2 separate regions of the Zea mays genome follow, and region 1 is linked to region 2. The links are chromatin contacts, called in public Hi-C maps. All regions are on one chromosome and are shown on one strand. Each heading gives the region's core, a stretch centred on a gene start, on an enhancer-like site or on the middle of the called end of the contact. The rest is flanking DNA. Distances are from core to core; before and after follow the strand shown.

The links. Hi-C and Micro-C count contacts between places; a contact is called where the count stands out from the background.
Region 1: a contact with region 2 is called in a Hi-C map of bundle sheath, with 3 times the contacts expected there. The contact joins the promoter of LOC103650025 here to the promoter of LOC100280416 in region 2. A contact is called at or near these places in 7 of 25 Hi-C or Micro-C datasets (bundle sheath, ear, endosperm and 2 more).

Annotation. Positions count from the first base shown.
Region 1 is chr3:45,172,633-45,176,669 of Zm-B73-REFERENCE-NAM-5.0, forward strand. It overlaps LOC103650025 (magnesium-protoporphyrin IX monomethyl ester [oxidative] cyclase, chloroplastic), which reads right to left and starts at 1,709. Exons shown (of 5, transcript XM_020550194.3): 1 at 908-1,709; 2 at 748-812; 3 at 24-351. The coding sequence starts at 1,372.
Region 2 is chr3:45,014,700-45,018,455 of Zm-B73-REFERENCE-NAM-5.0, forward strand. LOC100280416 reads right to left here and starts at 2,507. Exons shown (of 1, transcript NM_001153339.2): 1 at 1,371-2,507. The coding sequence starts at 2,387. The coding sequence ends at 1,638.

The DNA.
Region 1 (4,037 bases), core at 459-2,958, 160 kb after region 2:
AAAAGAATAGCTCGAAAAATTACCGAGAGGCAGAAGAACCGTGACCAGAGCTTGGCCTTCCAGTCATTGAGGAACTGCGGCTGAGCCTTCAGCAGGGCAGAGAAGAAGTCACCATGCCTGTTCTCGTCCTGGCACCAGTTCTCGAAGTACTTGAAGATGGGGTACACCTGGTACTCTGGGTTCGCCTTGAGGTGCCTGAAGATGGTGATGTACCTCCAGTACCCAATCTTCTCGGACAGGTAGGTGGCATAGAAGATGAACTTGGGCTTGAAGAAGGTGTACTTCCTAGCCTTGGTGAGGAACCCCAGGTCCAGCGCCAAGTTGAAGTCAGACAGACCCTTGTTCAAAAACCTACACAGTGCAAATCACATGAAACTTTCAGCTGAATTTCTCCATGCCCTCATCATTACCCTAGAGCCTCAAATTGAACACAATCAGGAAAACATGCATGCCTGAATTCTTATGGGCAGTTGCTGGAAGCAACCCCCAATTCATTGACATAATTAATACTACCGACTACATTGAAAAATGAGTATTTTGTTTGCTCATGTAACCAGGCTCGTTTAAATTATTTCTGCAAACTTAGAATATCCGCATTCCTTGTCAAATTGAGGTAGCAACACTGACATAAGTGTTCATGGGACAGGCAAACAATTATATTTCCTAATCTTTATAAGGATGCATTTTTTTTGGCTACTAATTGCACGCATTGTTATTGGATTGCATGAAAAGAGATAAGGTTCGTACCCAGCATGGCGCGCCTCGTCCCTGGACATGAGCGAGAAGATCTCCGCCACGACCGGGTTAGTTTTCTGCAGAAGAAAAGCAGGGTATCAGCACACGCCCACCAGATGGTCGATGAAATGCTCCAGACGAGGCAAGGCAAGGCAAAGAAACATGAAGGAACCTTGAGCCTGCGACCGAGCTCCTTGTAGAGGAGGAAGCCGGAGAACTCAGCGGTGCAGGAGCGCTCGAGGAACTCGACGAAGATCTGGCGGTGCGGGCCCTCCATCTTGTCGGCGGCGGCCTTGAACTCGGGGTTGCGCACGAAGTGGGTCTGGTTGTAGTCCGTCTTGAACTCCTGCAGCAGCGCGTCGAACTCCGCCTGGTTGAGCTGCTTGTTGATCTCGGCGTTGAAGAGGCGCTCCATCTCGTCGAAGTCGGTGGTGTAGAAGCGGGGAGTGAGCAGCGTCTCCTGGATCTCCGTCTTGCCCCGCTTGTTGGGGCCCGAGGACTTGGGCGGCGCGGCGGCCGCGGACACGCGGAAGCGTACCACGGAGCGCCGGGCGAGGGGCAGGCCGACGAGGCCGCCTCGGTGGCGGTGCGTCGCGGCGGGGTTGACGAGCGAGAGCTCCATGGCGGAGGAGGCCATTGGTGGCGACTGGCGACGAGCTGGGCGGTGGTGACTGGCGAGGACTGGGCAGCCGGAGCGAGCTGTTCGGGGAGTAGGCGTATATGCGGTGCGCTCATGAAGTCATGCTGCGGGATGGCGACGAGCTGGGCGGTGGTGACATGGCAGCGGGGATTGCGAGCGGTGACAGATAACTAGATAAGGCTAGCCGCACTTGCTACCGGACACGCGAACGCTAAAGCATAGCGTAGAAATTTTTGCTGTAGCGGGCGACTGGACGAGATACTCTATGCACTGTAGCGTACGAGTGAACGCTACTTCGAGCGTGCGTAACGCTAAACCGATAGAATATGCATGCATGCACGAGCGTGCGTACTGGGTGAATGGTCTATCCACTGTGCGCGACAGCGACCCGCCGATGATGGATTTTTTTTGGATAAAAAAGTGTGAGAAAAATGATATAATATGTGGTAGTTGGTATAGGATAGATAAAAAAAGTGGCGAATGGCGATGAGGTGTAATCCGGGGCTTCTAATCGCCGCGCGCCATGTGTGACTGTGTGGGGGTCTGAGAGGGAGCCCAATCAACCATTCTAGCCGCACGCTTCTCGCACTATTTCCCTCCCTCTCCGTGATTTTCCTATTCTTCATTTCTCCAGGCAACAATAGAACCTATTTTATTTGGGATGAGCTGGGCGGCCGCTCTGGCCCCCAAATTGTTGGGCCTCCCTCAAGTATGTAGTTAAGTATAGTATTGATTAATTTAATCAGCTCAAATGTTTCATTAGTTGATCGGCTCAAAACATGGACAGCCCAGCCTCTCGTACAGGCCACAACTCACGCAGTCGTGCTACGAGCCTACGGCCATCACGACTTCACGTCCGTGTACCATATACGCTTCACCAAATCGCCAATTAACCTAATTCGTAGACCCTGCGTGCCGGTGCCGCCGTTCTCCGTTCACGCCTTCTCAGTTCTAAGCTGAATATGCGTTGTTTGTAATTTTAACATATTTGACCACATTTGTATCACTTGGTATTTTTTATTTCGCAAAGTTTTGAAATATTTTGAAAGCCTTTTCTATTTGCAAGCATTTCTTAAGTTCGAAAATTTCTCTCATTTTTTCAAATGCTTTTGTTTTGGTCAAAATAGCTACCTTTTTCAAGTGTGCCATAAAAGATTTCTTGTCCCTTGACTTAGTCGTCATAATTATTAGGGGTCTAATATGAGTAGGACTCAAAAAGTACTAATATGACAAAGATGTTACTAGAATATATAGGATAGACAAGTTAGATTCTTTAGTAGATAGGATAACATCCCAACATACAAGACAAAGTCATAAGCAGATAAGACAAGAATCTAATGGATAAGGAAGGCAGACTTATAATTATAGAAAGTTGGATTCTCAAAGGACTAGGTTACCAAATTAGATCTATCATGTAACATACTTGTATTCACACCTACAGCATCCCACCTACTTAGACTATATAAGGAGAGGTGGGGGAGCCCCAAGAGCACAAACTAGAACATAACAGATCAATAACCACCAAAACACCGGGTGTCAGAAATTATCTCACGACAAGATCCCTAATACCCACGACGAGAGCCCTAATACTTACGACGAGAGCCTGAACCACCCTAACCCATAAATTCACTATGGGGAAATCCTCGATAGAGGAATTTGAAGCCCAACCTATAGAAGCATCTAAGCAGCAGGAGTTTGCTAAGGAAGGCAAGTGTCTCCTTGATCATGTTGTTTGACCTATATAATATTTAGTGGATTGTTCTCACCTGTGCATTGCATAATTAGGTTAACCAGACGGGACCTAATAGGTTACCTAGATTTGTTTTCCCTATACCTTGTTTACTTCTGGGTTACTTAATATTGGGTAGAACTGCTAGTGATCTACTTGGTTTTTGTGATAATGATACACATGAATCATGATCATGTTTTATTATGAGTTATTATTGTTGACTTCATTATTATGCATTATAAGGTCACTTTGTTTTATTGGGACATGGAGGGACCAACTGAAAAAACAGTGCAACTACAAGGACTATATGTGTTCTTATCTTGGCTAATTAATTAAGAAAGCTAGCGTGTGAGAATCTTACCTAAAACGGCAAGCATGGAGGAATTGCTTAAGTATAGTGTTGGGCAAATCATACTGTGATGGCTTTTTGGACCTAGGAAGACCTATACCACCTCTTTCTGAAACCATAGTGGATTTTCTCATGCTAGTGGAACTTTGTAAAGGTCGTGTAGTGTCATTATGCAATCACACCTATAAGTGTTGCATTGTGCGTGATCAGCACATCGTAGTTGGGTGCAAAGTTCATTGAACTTTTACACGACTTGTGAGTAAAGATACACAACCTCTGCAGAGTGTAAAGCTGATATATCAGTCACACTCATGGTTACGAGCGGTTCGGGCCTCTCACAAGAATAAATTATAGAATTAAATTAAACAAGATATGCATTTTATTGTTGGTATTTCATTTATGTTCATTTATTTAATTGGAATGGTATGAACTTATACTTAGTAATTGCTAATAAATTTTTCCACAACAAAATTAAAAATTAAATGCTCAGCCTAAGCTATATTACATGGTAAGTCTTACACTGCACTTTTTCTACACACTTGCTGAGTCCCCACCATAAGTGAGCTCACCCCTATGGAACTTGT
Region 2 (3,756 bases), core at 1,257-3,756:
GATTTATCCCCGCGGGGAACAGAGATGGGGAAGAAATGTCTCCCACAAGCGTTCGTGGGGATCCCCGCGGGAAAAAAATTTCGTCGCGGGGACAGGTTTGGGGAGCTAAAACCCGACGAGGAATTCCCCGTTGCCATCCCTAAGTGATGTGCTGTGTGTTGTGCAGTGCATGCATATAGTGCTGGGAATTGGGCCGGGCCGGGCCAGCCCGTCCCAAGTCCATCGTGCTTCATGCCAAACGGATTCGGGCCAGGAAAGGCCAAACAATTTTTGGTCGTGCCGTGTCAGCCCGAAGTGTAAAAACAGTGGCCCAGTCCGGCCCTAAACCACGTCGTGTCTTCGTTGGGCCGTGTCGGCCCAAGCCCGGCCCGTATATTTGATCACATAAAATTAAAATATTACAACCATATAAAGTTCATAGCTTACTAAATTAAAGATATTAAATAATTCTAGCAACATTTAACCACATAAACTCGAAATATAACAACAATATAACGTCGATATCTTACTAAATTAAAGAAATTAAACAGGTTGGGCTTAATTGGGCCGTGTCGGCCCAAGCCCAGTCCATTTATGCGGGACATGCCGGGGCCCGACGGGTCGGAATTTGAGGTCCGGCCCAGGCCCGCCTTCGGGCCATGCTCGTGCTGGCCCGAAAAGCCCAGCCCAGATTCCCAGCACTACATGCATATTTGCATGGCCTGATGGCTGCCATTTTTGGCTGCCGTTTAACGAAACCAGAACCATGGGGCTGTTACGTGCAACTCCCCTGATCCCCTCCTGAGTAGAGAGGGCAACGGGCGCGTACCCGCTGGGTACTATGTTCCCAAACCCGTACCCGTGAAATTAAAATATACCCGCTAAGAAACCCATGCCCGCAGCCGGGTACAAGTTTTTGCCCGTACCCGTGCCCACCCGGGTACCGGGTACCCGCGGGCTACCCGTGCCCGACAAGAAAGCTAATGGGCTGGGCTGCCAACCATGTTTACTAGGCTGGGCTCATTCGGATGCTAGCCAATCGTTCCTGCACTGAGGCTCTAGATTTCATAGATAGCTAATGGGCTGGGCTGCCAACCATGTTTACTAGGCCATAAAATGAACTTTTTGTTTGTTTAATAATATTATGCCGGGTTTTAGAAACCCATGGGTTTGCGGGTATGGGTACTAGGATCCCATACCCGTACCCGCGTACCCGCTGGGTTTAGCTTATCACCCATTAAGAAACCCGTGGGTTTGGATATTAGCCCGTATCCGTCCCCTAATAGGGTAAAAACCCACCGGGTTTCGGGTTTCGGGTACCCATTGCCATCTCTACTCCTGAGTCATGAACTCCTGATTGCTGAAAAAACTGAAAGTCTCAAAAGGTAAATAGGGAACACGCAAAGGCCTTCACGTTAAGAAAGCCATCAGATTTCATTACGGAATAAGTAATTAACACTGTCATCTCCTTAACTGACTAGAATAGAAGGAACCATGCATGTAATCCTCATGGAGAAGAGATGTACTCAACTAAAAGCAGGCAGCAGCCTAATACTTCTTGCTAGTATACATCTCAAAGGCATCGGCTCAACCGACATCCGCCGTCCGATCATGTGCCATCGGACATTCGGACGGACAAAAGCTCCAATCCCAACTCATCAGATGAGCCCCGAGCTCTCCAGGGCCGGGAAGCCACACTCGCCCTCAATGGCGCGCACCAGTGCCTCCAGCTCTAGCAGCGCCGCCGAGTCCGAGCCGTCGGCCCCAGCTGCCACGGCGGCGTGCGTGTGCGTCGCGGTCCACGCGCGCGCGCCCGGGCTCCTGTCCACCGGCGCTGGCGCAGCGGCGGCGCGGTCGAGCAGGAAGAAAGCGGACGTGTCCAGTGTCGGGAGCACGCACGCGGGCGCGGCGGGCGTCCAGCTGGGCGCGGCGACGGCGGCAGCGGGGGAGGAGGAGGAGGAGGGCCCAGGGGCGGGGAGGCCGGTGATCTCCTGCACCATGCGCTGGAAGTTGGCGGGGTCGGCGGTGATGTATGTGGTCTGCGGGCGCCGCGACGGGCGCGGCTTGCGCTTGGCGACGCGGCCCCCTCTAGGTCCTCCCGCCACGGCCCGGGCGGCGGGCGGCTGGCCCGGCCTGCTGGACACCGGCGCGGGAGCTGCGTCGTGGCCGCTGGACAGGAGCTCGGAGGCGGACGAGGTCGAGGAGGACGGGGTGGACGGGGAGAAGGGCCGGGCCGCGGCGGAGCTGGCGTGGGCAGGCGCAATGGAGGCGCGGAGCGCCGAGGTGAGCGCCGAGTTCTCGAAGGCGGCCGCGGAGGTGAGGCAGCCGGGGGGCGACGAGAAGTAGCAGTGGCTGGCGCCGGCGTGGGTCCAGATTGGGTCGAGGCCGGTGCAGCGGTTTGCCGCCATGTGACGAAGGGAATGGAAGCGACTAGCGAGAGAGGGGAGGTGCAGCAGCTCGACAGCTCGCAGCTTGGAATTGGATTGGGGTGACAGGTGGTGGGGGTAGGCGTAGGCGAGGAAAGGTGAGGCGGGTAGCGGGAGGCGACGGCGGCCAGCGGGAATTTATACTGTGAGCAGCCAGCGTTGCGAGGCCGAAATGGTGGGAGCACACGGGCTGTCTACACCATCATTTTCAGTAGAATCTTTCGAAACATTAGCATAGCAGCATTTGAGAGACGCAGGTGAGCTAAAATTGGCCCTAATGTCTTGCCTCCTTGTTGTTTGTGGAACACAAGGTGTCTTTAGAAATTCTAGGGCGCGAAACAAATGATGTATTTAACTACCTCTTGATCATAGGAAGACATTCGTGATATAACCATACTTGATACTTTGGTTATATATGTATGCCGATCTAATCATTTTTTAAACTCGGTTTTAAAAAGGATTACACTTTATCTCTTATAACTCAAGACAAATTTGAATGTTGGAATAGTTCTTTCCTTTATGTTTTATGAGGACGAGTGGAGCAGAGTATAGGAGTAGGTGCACATGATTTTTTTCAAAAACAAGAAACACGAAAAAGAAAACATAAGCAGCTGATGAGGCCTCTACGTAGTAGTAGGGGTTCAGGGTGTGCGTAGCGATGGGTGCGGAAGAGGAAAGCGAAAGGAGAGGACCGGACGGTGGAGTGGGGCCCTACGGAAACCGCGTCGCTGCCGCGCTTGCGGTGGCTGCCGGCTGGCCATCCGCCCATCCCATTCCCATCACATGCGGACGCCGTGCCGTGCCGGTGGGCTGCGGCCGGCGGCCGCTGAGGTGCGGGCCCCACCTAGGTACCCGTCTGGCTGGGTCCACCGCTCGCTCATCGTCATCTCCTGTCCGCAAAGGATCCCCGCCGCCGCATGCGCCTTTTCCCGTGCGTCACTGAGGGCGCTTGCATTGCATGGAAAGCCAGCGTCGTCGACGACCACGGTCGGTCGGTCCACCGCTGCCTCGATCGGCGGGCACACTTGTTGGGTCCACCCCCTGCCACTCTTGTTGCCCAAGCTCAGCACGGGTCCCCGTGCAGGGAGTCTCCTTGTACGGAGCAGTGACCATAGTCCACAGCCAGGTCAATTTTATGCGGTTGTACTGGTACGGCCTAAACCGCAAAAGAAAGGCGCTTCTGTCGCGATCAAAAGCGAGTTGTGTGAACGCATGAGCAGCCAAATTCTGAACCCTTTTGAAATGGTCGTCGGGAGGTCCATGCAAAGCCGCGTTGTCAGAGTCGGGTGGGCCACGCCACACGTAGGCGTCTAGCCAATCGATGAGATTCCGCGCCGGTGGATCTTCAAGG